Regions from separate parts of the Mus musculus genome. Here region 1 is linked to region 2. Evidence: chromatin contacts called from public HiChIP or PLAC-seq data. All regions are on one chromosome and are shown on one strand. The core of a region is the stretch at or near the end of the contact, and the rest is flanking DNA. Distances in the headings are between cores, read along the strand shown. Region 1 holds the start of Secisbp2l (SECIS binding protein 2-like). Region 2 has its middle 32 kb from the start of Dut.

What was found. HiChIP or PLAC-seq counts read pairs in DNA pulled down with a chosen protein or histone mark.
Region 1: a contact with region 2 is called in an H3K27ac HiChIP or PLAC-seq map of the NIH/3T3 cell line, with 7 times the contacts expected there. The contact joins the promoter of Secisbp2l here to the enhancer-like site in region 2. A contact is called at or near these places in 5 of 39 promoter capture datasets (the 3T3-L1 cell line, 3T3-L1-derived adipocytes, the C10 cell line and 1 more) and 3 of 115 datasets of contacts at active chromatin or transcription factors (the NIH/3T3 cell line, embryonic forebrain and forebrain).

What each region holds. Positions count from the first base shown.
Region 1 is chr2:125,777,490-125,784,766 of GRCm38.p6, reverse strand. It overlaps Secisbp2l (SECIS binding protein 2-like), which reads left to right and starts at 1,897. Exons shown (of 18, transcript NM_177608.3): 1 at 1,897-2,168. The coding sequence starts at 2,145.
Region 2 is chr2:125,275,704-125,282,964 of GRCm38.p6, reverse strand. No RefSeq gene overlaps it. Among named protein-coding and RNA genes, the nearest start is that of Dut, 32 kb to the right of the region's middle. Within about 2 kb of position 4,339, at least 43 of the 459 cell types and tissues checked have an H3K27ac peak or open chromatin away from gene starts, as enhancers often do. A contact at or near this core is called in the NIH/3T3 cell line, where this site is marked.

The DNA.
Region 1 (7,277 bases), core at 648-3,147, 500 kb before region 2:
CTCGTCTCCGTTACTTGATCTCCATTACAGATCGTTCCTTGCTTGATCTGTTTGGAACTTGTTCTCTCACGTCTACCTTCTCCAGCTTCAATCCCCATTCCTACTGAACCTACATTACATCTCCTTTGGAATTACTTGCTGTGTGTGTCTTGCCCACAGGACAGATGTGGCCTTTGCCCTTACTATGTCTCATTAACTGCTGAACTTCCTTCCAGTGATTAGCCTTGTACTTAGCACTGTGAATATATTAACATGTGTTGCTAAATGAAAGAAGTCATTTGTATCACATGTAAAATAGTTCTTTAAATTTCTTTGTTTTATCCATAGATTTATTATTCTCTTCTTTTTTTTATTATTTTCTTCTAATAGCCAACAGCATTCTCCCTTTTAGGATTACATTACATTAATATGGCACTGTGACACTTCTTGTTTCTACAGTTCTTACACTTTACCTAAATATTGGACTTAGAATATTCTCATCAAGAACAATTTCAGTCGCAAAAAATCATACAATATGGAACGATATTTAGAGACTCTGTATTTACATTTCCTCTTACAGATCCTTCAAAGAAGGGGAAAACCTCAAATACCGTACTGCATTAATGACTTTTTAACTCAGGCTGGGTGTCTTGCAGCTAAAGACCACCGGTAGGGGCACAGCTCATCTCATCTTGCTGTCAGAAAGGAGGGTGAGCCGCTGTGGCTTATGTAACTGCCCTGTATAAATAGCTTTGCTTTGTGGATCAGCCTTAAATTTCTTCTGCAGCCATTGAATCCTGAGCAAGGGTTTGTAATAGACTCTAAGGAATCTGACATTACACAGCTCACACATTTTCAACACAAATGCATGTGCAACTGAAATAAAAGTGTGCATACAGTGGAAAAACAAAACCAAATGCACGAAACTCTCATGTACAGGCATAAGTGTTTCTCCATCATGTGGTTTGCAGACCAGCCTTCATATGTCCTGTAGACAAAATGCATTCATTTAAGCTGGCAGAAATACAGCTTCCACACTAACATAGCCAGGATCTTTACAGACCACTCTCTCCTTACAGACTTGGATTAACTGAAAAGGCTTTATGAACATCTCCCAAAGCGTGATGACGAAGCAGATTTCTTAGATATCCTTTTCCCTTTTCCAGACATAGATCCCCTGGCCAGTGACCCTAACAGCAGCCAACTCTACTCTCTTTCTTCACTGAAGTATATATAATTCAGCTGACCGACGTTATCAAGCCAGAACTCTTGTGGAGAGCTTGTGTGTGTTGGAGGCTGTCTAACTCCCCAGAGGGAATCTACCAGTAGGGTTTAGTTTCAAGGCAAACTCTAGTCTTTAAGGAGCTGATGACCTGGAGATTAAAAGGAACAATTCTTAACCATATGGGGAAAGCAGAGGAGAAGATAATCTCTTCTTGGGTAGTTATGCAGGTTTTGGGTAAAAATAGGGTTCGAAATGGGCAAAATCAGCCTGGAGTTGAGGCTAGATGTGAGTCTGGAACCGGGACAATAACATTAATTAATCATTATTTGTGGAGATTTTTTAACAGGGCTTCTTACCTATGGCTGCTACTCTGTGTATGCAATTTATTTGTGCAATTTTCAAAGGGCAAGATTGTTCGTTCTTTTCATTCTTTTAGAGTACTGACAGGATCACAGGACTAGTGAGCAGCTACAAGCTCTTCCAATATCCTGAGTAGGTTTTGCCTTCTGAGCAGTCTCTGAGGTCCCGGCAAAGTGAACACATGCGTCCTGAGTTCCAGGCAGCCCAACCTGCCTAGGTGGGAGTGGGAGGAGTAACCCAACCAGGCAGTGCCCCTGGCCTTGGCTGCCCGCTAGCCACCCCCCTCCCCCCGCCCCCGTCGCTCCTCGGCCATCCCCGCCCCTGCGTATCTCCATTTCCTACTGCGCCTCCGCCCTTTCGGTCCCGCTCGGCTTCCGTCCCAGATGATCCCTCCCCGGGGCGGCCGCCGCCTCCCCCGCCTTGAGCTGGAGCCGCCTCCCCAGCCAGTGGCGTAGCCGAGTCGGCGTCCGGCCGGCTGTGCGGAGTGGACCGAGCCCGGCGGGACCGAGCGGGGGGCCATGGAGAAAGCGGCCCGCGGCGCTGCGCACACCGACTAGAGCCGGCGCCTGTCGCCGGCGCCATGGACCGAGCGCCGGCCGAGCAGGTACGCAAGCGCCCGGGCTGCTCTCGGGCCTCCGGGCCGGCAGGCCGCCGAAGCTGAAAGGCCGGGGGAGGTGGACCGGCGGAGCTCAGCGGCGACAGCGTTGCCCTTGCAGCAGTCTGGAGTGTATTTCTTTTATGAAGAGACTACCGTGGTTTACCCTTGTTTTCCTGTCTAGTTACTTTGCAAATAATTATTCTTTTAAAATGGAGCAAGAGTTCAAGTTGAGTCCATATTCGTATTCGCACAGTAGTTCCATTAGTGGTCTGTTAGTGTTTTGATTGCATCGAATTCTTTCTGGAAGAGTTGGGAGGAAGGGCTAATGGCAGGGTGAAAAATAACTTAGAAGAATAGTGTCATGCTTCCTCCTCCTCCCCAGTATTTTACAGCTTCCCTGGAAACGACTTAATTTGACTGAGTGTGATTTTTGTTCGCTGTCAATTTCCCTCTACCAGGACCTTGGTCAGTTAGTCACATAGTTGAAAGGAGAACACTGGTGACTTGCCTGTTAGTTTTGCGAATAGTTAATTAACTCGAGTAAATGAGATACCATCTCCCAAGTTTCTGTTTATACATAGTTAACGACAGTTTTGGTTTTGAATCGCACACTTTTCAAGCCAAAACACAGCTTTCTAATTTTGAACACTTCGCCGTTTCTGTTGTTGATTCTTGTCGTATTGTCCATTCTATCCTAGACCTCTTATGAAAGATTTCTCCTCTCTCAGCACTTTCCACAGGACCTTACCACACAGATTTAAAAAGGAAAGCAAATCTTCCAGAGATTAGAAGTTTATTTTTATTAAAGAACACCAATTACCAAGAGAAAATTGATGTGGGACCACTTGGAAAATACACACTTCACTGTGGCCCGGAGTATTATGTTACAGTATGTAGTGAATTTATTAAAACATTGTTTTTGAGAGTAATTCTGAAAAAGGAACCTGAGATTTCCAGCCTTGACGAAGGAAAAGGAAATTTCCTTGCGCGTGTGTCTCTAATGAAAGGGTGGGATGTTTTTGTCCGTCCTGGGCACTCTGGAAGCACTAATGCATATGTATACTCACTTATGTCTCCTTTCATCTTAGAGGAAATGTAATTACCTGGTTAGATGGTAACATTTAGCATGGCACTCCTCATGTGATTACCCTAAGAGCAAGTGTAGCAGATTATCTAGAGAGTATCCTCTTCTGTCATTCCACAAACTCCACCATGTACTTAAATTCTTGGAAATCTGAGAGCTAGGGAAAAAAAGCCATGCAGAAGGATTTGATAACGAAGGGTTTTTGTTTGTTTGTTTGTTTGTTTAAACCTCCAGTACCTCTTGCCTCAGCTTGGCCTACAGTCAGTACAAAACAGCCTTAGTTAGGTAAAGGCCCTCAAGAACTATTTGTGATATGTGCCAAATTCCCATCCCCTCCCTAGTGTTTTGGTTTTTCCTTTTAAACCATTGTTGGCTTATGTTCAGAATTTCTGAAAATGCCTACAGCATTAGCTGTTGTCGTGCTTAGCAGTTTGCATAAGTCAGTTTTTTATAATTGTACTCAACACAGACTTGTTGTGTTTCAAGTTAGCCTAAGTAATAAATCCTTGGAGGACTGCACAAGAGTAACTTTAAATGTTTGTGTCTGAAGGCCTTCGTGCCATAGGTTTTATAAACCACTCTTTACATAAGCTCTTTATAAAAAGATAAACCTTACATATGTTTATAAGGAGCAGTTCATTGGCAATAGAGTGCTAGATGGATAATCCTAACTACTAACGACTGAAACCATCTTACAGCTGGAATAGCCTCTTGAGTATTCTCTTTTACAAAGACTATTAAGTCAAAACAAGTTCTGTCAGAGTTAGCTGTTGTAAAAACAGTTATTACTTGGTATGATATTTGTGTGTGTGTGTGGTGTGTGTGGTAGGTGTGGGGAGGTTAATGTGCATGGTGTGAATATAGAGGTCAGAGGTCGAGGTTGGGCGGATCGCCTCCTCCGCTGCTCTCTGCCTTACTTTTTGAGGCACGGTGTCTCACTGAACCCAGGACTCACTGAGCAGCTAGGCTGGGTGGCCAGCAGATCTCAGAGATCTTCCCCTCGATGCCTGGAAGAGCTGGGATTCCAGGTCCTACTTGTGATCTCGCTTTTTGCCTGGGTGCTAAGGATTCAATTGCAGTCTTTATTCTCACACAACAGGTGCTCTACGAGTGCTTCTCCATGGCCTCCCTTTTCTCAGTGATGATGGTGAAGATGGTGATGATAAAGCTTGTGTAAAGGGATGTGAGGAATGAGTTATGGATTCATTTGTTTAGAGCGATTCAGGGTCTCTGTTTAGGAAATCAGGTGTGCTTTGGAATTTTTAAATAATGTGCATAGACGTGACACTGAGGGAGTTTCACAGGCTGCTGTATAGTGCTTCAGTGCTCTAACTTAACTCTAGTCTTAACTTTAGTGCATTCAGGTCAGACTTCTAGAAGGACCCACAAAATCACTGATTATTCTCTTCTTTCATTCGTAGAAAAACAAACACAGTGAATTCCTGGGGCTTTGTGCAGTTTTGTCACAAATAAGGATGTAAGATTGGCTGGTGAAATGGCTTGCTTGGTAAAAGTACCTGCTACCAAGTCTGATGACCTGGAACCCACGGAGAAAGGAAGGAACCAGTGTCTGAAAGCCACCTCACTGTAGTCCATGCATGCATCACATACACACATGAACATACAATAAAATGACAAAAATAGAAAATTGTTTGAACCCCTTGTAGCAGCACAGTCAGTTTTTCACATCTGTAGGTCCCACATCCCTGAAACACCCAGCTGGATCACAAAACAGTTGAAGAAAAAAGTTGAGTCTGTACTAAACGTGTGCAGGCTATGTTCCCCCAACAACACAGTGTAAGAGGTACTTACATAGCTCTTGAATTTGTTAGCTGTTGTAATTAGTGGAGAGTTAGGTAAACAGTACAGTGGAGAGCGTGATGGCCTCTGTGTAAATCTCACACTCACTCCAAGACCTGAGCATCTGTGGGCCATCAAGTCTGTAGTGAAGGCCCTGTTCCCATCTAGCACAGCTAGACAACTGTACTGTAAGTGTTACTATAAAACTTTTATTATCCAGTGACAATTGATGTTTTTATGGGAAGTTGACAAACATACTATGTTTTTAAAATAATGCTCTGAATCAGAGTGCATACATTTAGAGAAAAGATTTGGAAATTTAAGAAATTTTAAGCCTTTACATCTAAAACAAAATAAAAACCAATGACATTAGAAAAATATTAACTAAATATAAGAGGTCTAAGGCAAAAAATAGAATGGTAGGTTATTAGAAAAGCATAACTACACATCACATGTAACCCGTGGAGTATGACTGACATGCTCTGACCCAGATGTAGTCATGAGCACTCCTGTGTTGCTGTAACCCGTGGAGTATGACTTAGGTTGTGCTCTGACACAGATGTGTAGTTGTAAACACTCTCTGTGTTCCATAGTGTAAAAGGAAAATAAAATTACCCATCAAGGTAAGAGGTCGGGGGAGAAGCTTCATAGGAAACAAGCAAGAAAATAGGTGTAAAAGCAGAAACTAACAGGTTGGATACTATGACAATTATTATTACATGTAAAAGGGTGGTTTTATTTTTGAAAACACCATCAAGTCTTAACAGGCTTTAATAGTCCTGTGGAAAAGCCCGTGGTGGGAGGTGAGTGGTCACTCTAAGTCCCCTGCCGCTTTCCTCACTGGGCTCGGAAGCCTTGAACATGGGCAAGTGCCTTACTGAGACAGTGCATCCAGCAGGCATCTCACGCCCCATTCATCCTCCTGGAAGGCACTTATTTTATCTGTACCACAGGGTGTAAAAAGTATCCTAATGTTTGATGCATTTTTACCTTAACATAGAATATGGAGGTTTCAGGGTCTCTCCCTGTGGGTGTGTGGGACATACTCTGAGCTTCGCTGTGGGAGTCGGCCTCATCATGTTCTACTTCAGTTCTGACTTTAGGTGGGTGTCACTTTTCTGTCGCCTAATCTGGGAGATTATTTGCATCCTCCTGAGGCCTCTCTGAAGGATGCCGAGTGGGTTGTCTGCTGCGCTGTGCTTATGACAGCTCTCTGCCCGCTCGCTCACTCGCCCGCTCGCCTTGGTGCAGCCTTTCCAAGCTTGAGCCAGGGTGGTTGTCATCGTGGCTCTGTGATCCCCGTGCATGGCTAATGAACTCTGTTAAGGAGGCATTTTGTACTTTTATGTTCTGATAATATCTTTGGTTTCCTAGATTATTTATATAAATGGTATTTTTATTGACATTTGTTTTAATATGTACAAAATTAAAATTAAGTGAAATGCATGGATGTTTTCACAGACAGAATTATTCAGATGTTTCATTAATTTAGGGAGTTCTGAAATAACTTGTGAAAACTACCATTTTAACCCTGAGTGGGGCGTTTGAAGCAGACAGTAAATATCAGAGTGATTATACTGTCATTGGAGTTCCCGCTTACTTTATATTTCTTATTATATTAGTTTTTGTATATGAGTGTTTTGTCTGCAGGTTTGTCTGTGTACAGGTGCATACCTGGTGCCTGAGGAGATCAGAAGAGGGCAACAGATAGTCCAGAGCTAGAGTTACAGACAGGTTGTGAGCCTCCATTTAGCTGCTGGGAATTGAATCTGGGTCCTCTGGAAGAGCAGCCAATGCTTTTAACTGCTGAGCTGCCTCTCCAGCCCTTGCTAACAGTAAGGTAACAGTTTACTTCTTTAAAATTTAATCTCTCAAAATATAGATTAAGGGGTTGGGAGACATGGCTCAGTGGTTAAGAGAGCATAGGACTCCTCAGTGGAGCCAAGTTCACTTCCCAGCACCCACATAGGGTAGCATACAGTCACCTGCGACTCTGGCTCCACAGAACTCTACCCTCTAGCTGCATGGACCCACTCACTTCCAGAGAGTTGTACATACATACATATACTTAGAAATGAGAGAAACCTTTAAATATGAGTATATATAAATATGTAGATCATGAGCTATGCATGCTCGTACACATCTATGAGAGAGTGAGGCAGGGGATCATGAGTTAAAGGCTAGCCTGGGAATAATGAGACACTTAAAGAATGGCAATAAAAACTAGTGAC
Region 2 (7,261 bases), core at 3,090-5,589:
GTGACCAACCCGAATCTTACCCCTTCTTCCAGGTTTCCCTTGCGGGCAGCGGAGCTAAGAACTGTGTCAGAAAAACATGGGTAAAGAGGTTGTAAATCACTGTTGACAATTTCCCTTTTGCATTTCAGCAAGCAGCCACCTGCATACACAGAATGTCCTCACTGTCATCGGAGAACAGAAAACGAAGGCATGCGGGCGCTAGGGATTTCCTGCCCTCTTGTCCATTTCCAGCTTCACAGGACTCTGTAAATAAACTGTCTCCTGGTTGGTCATGAAATCTCAGCCTAGAAACAGTGATGTTTGTTTTCTAACGAACGACTTTCCCCTGCAGATGTTGGTACCTTCACCAGTGCATTCCGGGGGCTACAGGGCAAGGAGAGGGGAAATGAACACAGCCCATGGAAACTGTGAAAATGAAAACTGATCCTGTGTGGCTGCTGAGATCACACTGTCCTGGATAGGCACAAACGCAGTGAGGCGTGACTCCACTTCCATTTCTACTACTTCCTTCTCTTGTAAACTACAACCAGAGGCTTTTTTTTTTCACAACCAAATCTACTAACATTTACTTATGCTCAGATGTCAAGCATCTATGCTTTGTCTATTGACTCATTTTAAAAGATTAAAACTCAACATACCAAACAGGGCATGTTATTGCACACTATAATCCCAGAGCTTGGGTGGTAGAAAGAAGAAGATGAGGAGTTCGAGGTTATTCTTAGCTATACAGTGAGCTCTAGAACAACCTGTCTGGGCCTGGAGACCCTAATTTTAGAGGCAAAAACAAACGGTAAACAAAAAATCTTGAGCAGACAGAGTTAACACTCAGTATATTGTTTTATCTGAGTTCACATTGCTCACTTCTAAACCTAATGCTAACTTGCATTTTCTTCTCAAAAGTTCTCTTGTATGCACTGAGAACAAACAAGATTCCCTTTCCTCACACATTATCAACTGCTTAAAAGTCATCTCTGAAAGAACTTAACTCCTCTTTACTTGTCCTGAGTTCAGAGCTTCGCCCTCATTTCTGTGCATTACTGTGTAGTGCCTGCCAATGTGTTTGAGTACAGTGAGGGAATAGGTAGCATGAAGTAGATCTACTATGTACATCGAGGTAGGTAGCAATGGGTAAGAGATGCCTAGGATTCACTGTGAGCTGGTGTTTTAAGACTCAGAACACTGCCCAGGGTTGATGTCACACTTGCACAACAACTGAAGAGTCCCAGTAAAGCCCACACTGAAAGTACCTGGAGCCAGAATGACCATACCCAAGCAGTCACTGGGGAGGGACAGCCAATGGAATATAACTTGAACACATTTTAGAGAGAAAAGCTGCCAATAGTTTGTGTGTGTGTGTGTGTGTGTGTGTGTGTGTGTGTGTGTGTGTGTGTGTATTTACAAAAGGTCACCATGAACAGACTGTCCTGGTGTTTCCTCTATAACAAAGACTTGGCTGCTCTCTGGGGAGAAAAATGTGCTAGTTGGTACCAGTTCAGAAGATGAAGGTTTTGGTAGAGATCACCAGACTTAAGGCTTCTGTGGGACATCAGGACAGTCTCACGACATCCAGAGCTGGAGAGGACAGAAAGAGCCTGTGCTATTCCGGTCAGTCTTCTTTGCCTCTGGAAGCTTCATCCTATCCTAGCCAGCATCTTCAGTTGAAACAAGAGCAAGAGAGGCATAAGCTCTGTAGTGAGCCGGGGGAGTCCCTGTCACTCAGGGTGCAGAGGCAGGAGGATCATTATCACTTGAGCCCAAGCCTGGAGAACAAATGAGACTGAAAATAAAAGTACGGGGTTAGTGGGGGAGTGTAGCCATCTAAGGTGGACCCCACCCCATCATTCACTGTGCACCGTGTTCCTTGTCTTTACTTGTTTCTTTTCCTTCTTTGTTTGTTTGTTCATTTTGTTTTCTTGTTTTTCAAGACAAGGTTTCTTTGTGTAGCCTTGGCTATCCTGGAACTCTCTGTAGACCAGGCTGGCCTTGAACTCAAAGATCCACCTGCCTCTGCCTCCGGAGCGTTGGGATTAAAGGCGGCACCACCACTGCCTGACTGCCTTTACGTCTTTAAGGAGAGAAGGGTGTGACTTTTCTCACGCTTCCTCCCTCCAGTCATAGCGTGGGAAACAAAGCTTCCTCTCCAAGCTTCTCATTCCCCTGTCTCATAATTGGCTTCTGAGACTCCCCTGCTCTGTTCTTGGGTTCTGCTCCTGAGATCTGAGCTCGTGGCTCTTCTCCCTTGTTTTCTTTCTCATTTTGTTCCTGAAGTATATTTTTCAGTAGCTTGAGGCAAGCACAGCCTTATTTTTCTAGAAAAGTGTCACACTTCCTGTCTAGTTTAACTTATTTAAGAGTCACCATCTACAGCCTCACACCCCGCTGCTAAACAGCTCACATCCGCAGGTGGATGCGCTGTGCACCATGTGCTCGTAAACATTTTCCTTTCCTCAAAGTTTTCTAAGAAAATGGTAAAAGAACAATTTCAAAGCTCCTTGTTGACCTGCCACCCCTGAACCATTCCTATCTTGAGTCGAGTCAGTCTGAGATGCCCTTGGTGGTACTGTCCCAAGACTGGCTCCCTTGGCTAGGAAGGTAGAGAGGCTTCCCAGCACAGGGATTTCAAGGCCTGGGAACTGAAAGTGAATGGAAAAGAAAATCAGAGCCAATGGGAGTAGACAGACCAGCCAGAGCCAGTGGGAGTGGGCAGACCAGCCAGAGCCAATGGGAGTAGACAGACCAGCCAGAGCCAGTGGGAGTGGGCAGACGAGCCAGAGCCCGTGGGAGTGGGCAGACCAGCCAGAGCCAATGGGAGTGGACAGACCAGCCAGAGCCAGTGGGAGTGGGCAGACGAGCCAGAGCCCGTGGGAGTCAGAGCCCGTGGGAATGGGCAGACGAGCCAGAGCCCGTGGGAGTGGGCAGACCAGCCAGAGCCCGTGGGAGTGGGCAGACCAGCCAGAGCCCGTGGGAGTGGGCAGACCAGCCAGAGCCCGTGGGAGTGGGCAGAAGAGCCAGAGCCTATGGGAGTGGGCAGACCAGCCAGAGCCAAGGGGAGGTGAGAGAAACCTGAGGTGAAATATGAAGGGAAACGGAATATTCAGGGAAAAAAGTCCTCCATTGCCTTCCTTATTGTTGATGATTGTGTTGTTACATTTATTTCTTCTTTTGCCAACCTAGAAGACCTTAAATAACATGTTTAGGGACTGGAGAAGGTATCCATGGGTTAAAAACACCTACTGTTTCTACAAAGGGCCCAAGTTCATATCCAAGCACCCACAGTGAATGGCTCACAATGGCCAGTAACTCCAGTTCCAGGGCAATCTGACACTGCTGCAGGCACCTGCACTTTTATGCACATAAGCACATGCAAAAATATAAATATGTGCATACATTAAAATAAGGGTTTGAAAATATGCATTTATGTGACTTAAGAATTGCAGAAAGATTGAGGAAAAAGTGAAAGGTTCAAGGCCTATGTTAATCAATTGGGCAGTGTGTGTGTGTGTGTGTGTGTGTGTATTTATTTCACAGAAGAATAAAAATGGCAGAGGAAGGGTTTTTAGAAACAGATATTGGGGAGTTAACATCTGACTATTGCCTGTGGAGCAGGCAGGCTGGAAACCCTAAATGACAGATGTGATGGTTACTACAGCTGTCTGCCTCAGCTACCCGACACAGAATGCCCTGTTCCACTCAGGTACTGGGGAGGCTGATGACATTCCGGCCTCCATTCTTTCTTAAAAAAAAAAATGCTTCTTGCTGGTATGTGATCACAACAATAACACAAGTAACTCATACAAGGGCTCTCTGCTCTTTATCCTCCCACTCACTCCAGTAAGGAAGAAAGCAAGCTTGAACTTGTATTTCCAAGGCCCACATGATAAGGACTAAAGTCTATCTGTGGACAAGACAGGAGCAAGAGCCTGTGAAGAGAGCACCAAGACAAATGCCAACCTCTTGACAAGAAAATGACCAAGGTCCTTTGAAGTTGAATTTCAGCAGGGGACATTTAACAAGAAACCTGTGTAGAAGGACAGACCTTGGAGAGGAACACTCGGGTGGACCAGGAAGGGTGGGGACTTGGGAAACAGAGAAGCACGGAGGATGGGAAGACAGGAACTGGGGAAGAGTGGGCTAGAGCCAGAGAATGCAGCCCACTGCACCACGGGGTTGCTAAAAGGGCAGTTGAGACAGATAAGAGCAGCCAGGAGAAGGTGAAGCAATCATGGGTGGAGCCCGGCAATGAGTAGACCAAACAAAGGAACTTAACAATCCATCTGGGGAGAGCATGGGAGGAAGACAGAGTTGAGGAGGAAAGCGAGAATGGCCGAAGTCCAGTGAGCTGTGCAAGGGGAGTCTCGGGGCAGTGAGTCACTGTCCCACTTAGGAGGGCCCCTGGGCTGGACAACTATTTGAAGTCATCGGGAAGCTTGGCAAATTAAGAGGTTATTAAAAATCTTAAGGATAGAGCCAGCTGTGGTTGCCAAATTTATGTAATTAATGTTGAAACAGTCCATATCAGCCCTATGGAATCTTGTCATTGAGAGCTCAAACAGGATAAGTCATGGTTTATTCTTCTCATATAAAACCCTGCGGTTTCCTTTTTCGTGCTCAGCAGAGAGCAGCCTCCTCAGTTTCCCTCCGAGTACTTTGACTGAGACAAATATCATTACAGTAGAGAGTGACTAGTCCACATCTTTGATGGAGGTCTTGCTTTGTAGTAGCTATTTAGGATGAAGCCCCTTCTTCTCGCTCAGCTTAATTCCTTAGTCACAACCCCAGTGGTGGATCAAGGACAGGAGAAGAGGGAAGTGGGAATCACAGAAATGGCCCTTAAGTCTCTTCTAGAATCTTGGAAGTGGCTTTTTAGAGTGCTGCGTTGAAAGAGATCTAGGACTACAAGTCTAACCAAGAAAATGTTAAATGGCTTAATGGGAAGAGGGGAAATCCTTTGTCTGTCCTGTCAAAATCTCCGCCTTTGATGGAGTATGTGCACGTGTGATTAACTCCACTTGTGGATCAGGACTTCCATGATTCCCTGTTTCATTTGTATGTCATAGGCTTGGGGCAGATAAGTGATACTACAGATATGCTAGGCTTTCACCTTTCCTCACAGGTCATCTCCAAGTGCCTCCATTTTTGTTTTGTCAAATGCTCTGATAGGTTTTGGATCATTTTTGACATTACCTGCCTATGTTACTGCCCAAACACATGTTTGTTTGTTTGTTTTTTCTGTCATTAGGCACCATTTCTCTAGGATCTTGATGGCAGCATCTTTCTGACCTCATTGAAGCCTCTGTGAATTCTATGGCTACTGTCATAGGAATGACACAGAGCAATGCTGAAACTTGCCTGTTCCTCCACAGCCTGCACATGGGCTGCTCAAACCTGCCGTGCTGGTTACTTAGAAAGTCACAATTTTCCAAGTGTGGCCAAGTATGTGAGCTTCTCACCCATCCTCGCCATTCAGAACATTACTAGAGGAGGTGTCTACCTTTACGAGAAGGGGAGGGGGGAGGAGGGAAGGATTGAGTGAGGGGGTAATCAGAAGGGGCAGTGGGCAGGATATAAAGTGAATTAGTAAAAAAAATTAATTTTTAAAAGTTAGAAAAAAGTTTCTGATAGTACTTAGATCACTGATAAACTGTAGTCATGGCACTAAGGGATGCTGAAAACATGTTTTTCTTCAGTGTTGTATCTTTGTGTGTGTCTCTAGAGCCAACTAGGTTTTTAGTGGTGATTGCAATTCAATAAAAATTCACTGTTACAACTTAAGCATATCACTAAAAGTATTTCAAAGTACACATAATAGTTTAATACTTTTATATAGCTAGCTTATTTTCATGTATATGTATATACCTTGTGAAGATATATATAATCTTCAGCAAGCCAAAAACAAATCAAGGCTATAGACATTCATAAGTCCCTCACACAGATGGATAGAGGAAGGAGTGGCGAGGACCCTAATTCGTTTGACCAGAGGCTCCCAGGATGTTGGGGAGAACTAACAAGGACAAATTGAGCAATGGAGTGGGGAGCCAGTGACACTCTAGGCCACCCTCATCCTCTGTTCTGAGGGAGCTCCAGGAAGCTTGAGTTCAGGGGCAGGTCATTGAAGAGAAGTTGCAATTCTTGAATGAAGAGCTGCTGAGGCGATGCACATGGCTTTTGGTTCCCTCTGCCATCCTGTCTGATAATGGCTTCTAAGCCATGGTAAGAGGAGCCTTTCGAGTTTGTAACGATTCCTCAGGGTTAGTAGGAGAACCTTGTGGACATTGTCTGCCATGCCACATTCATCTGTTTTAGATATCAGGCATCTGCATGGGATTTAATTTGAAGAAGAAAGCGTTCTGTTACTTGGGGGGAAATCTTTGGAAGTCATTCTACAAGACTGTTTAACCTCTGGCAGTGCTTAGCTCTTCGGGACATCTGGATAACTTTTAGCCAAAGGATTTGCCACTAGCAAGGTAAACAGAGACATAGGATCTAGAAGCCAGGGTGATGATCATTCTTAAGACATGGGATTAGAAGTCATGGGGATTTGGTCATCAGGTCACAGGAGGTGGCCCACCCAGGCTGTGACAGAGGAAAGCTGAAGCAACCAGGCCTTCAGCATGGGATGTGTGCTGTGCAAATGGGAAATGAGAATGAATGCGGAGGGAAGGATTCAATAAACTCCATCCACTCCACTGGTAAGCTTGTCTCACTTCAGGTCAGGATCTGGGACTGGATAATGACTTAGGAAAGAGTGAACACAGGTTAAAACCTAGTACAGCCATGATGGCATTTACCTATGAGCTACCATCCTTATCTTTACCATCATGAACTCATCTTCAAAAATCAATGAGAATTTCTTTTGTTCTGCAAAGGGACAATCAGAAGAACTGCTGTTGGAAATATGGTGTTTCATAGCAGGAAAACAAGATCAGCAGAATAAATGCTCTGCTTCCTGGACCTTCACAGAAACACCAACCCACAATGTTAGCACAGCGAGGAGGAGAAAATGGCTGCCTGCTTAATCCTGGATAAACTTGGCCTGGGGCTGAAAGCTGAGATGCAGGGCTAGGCTGCCCTGGCTTCTTCACAGTAATCCCCAGTACTCCAAACACTCTGTCTGGGTCATCTCTCCTGGTACTTACACCTCCCTGTGGCAGTGATGAACTCGCTGCTGCACCAGGCATTGTGGGGAGCTGGAAACCTGATAGCATCGCATTATGCAGTTATGTGGGAACTCTGGTTTCTGGAACAGAGCGAGGTTCCCAAG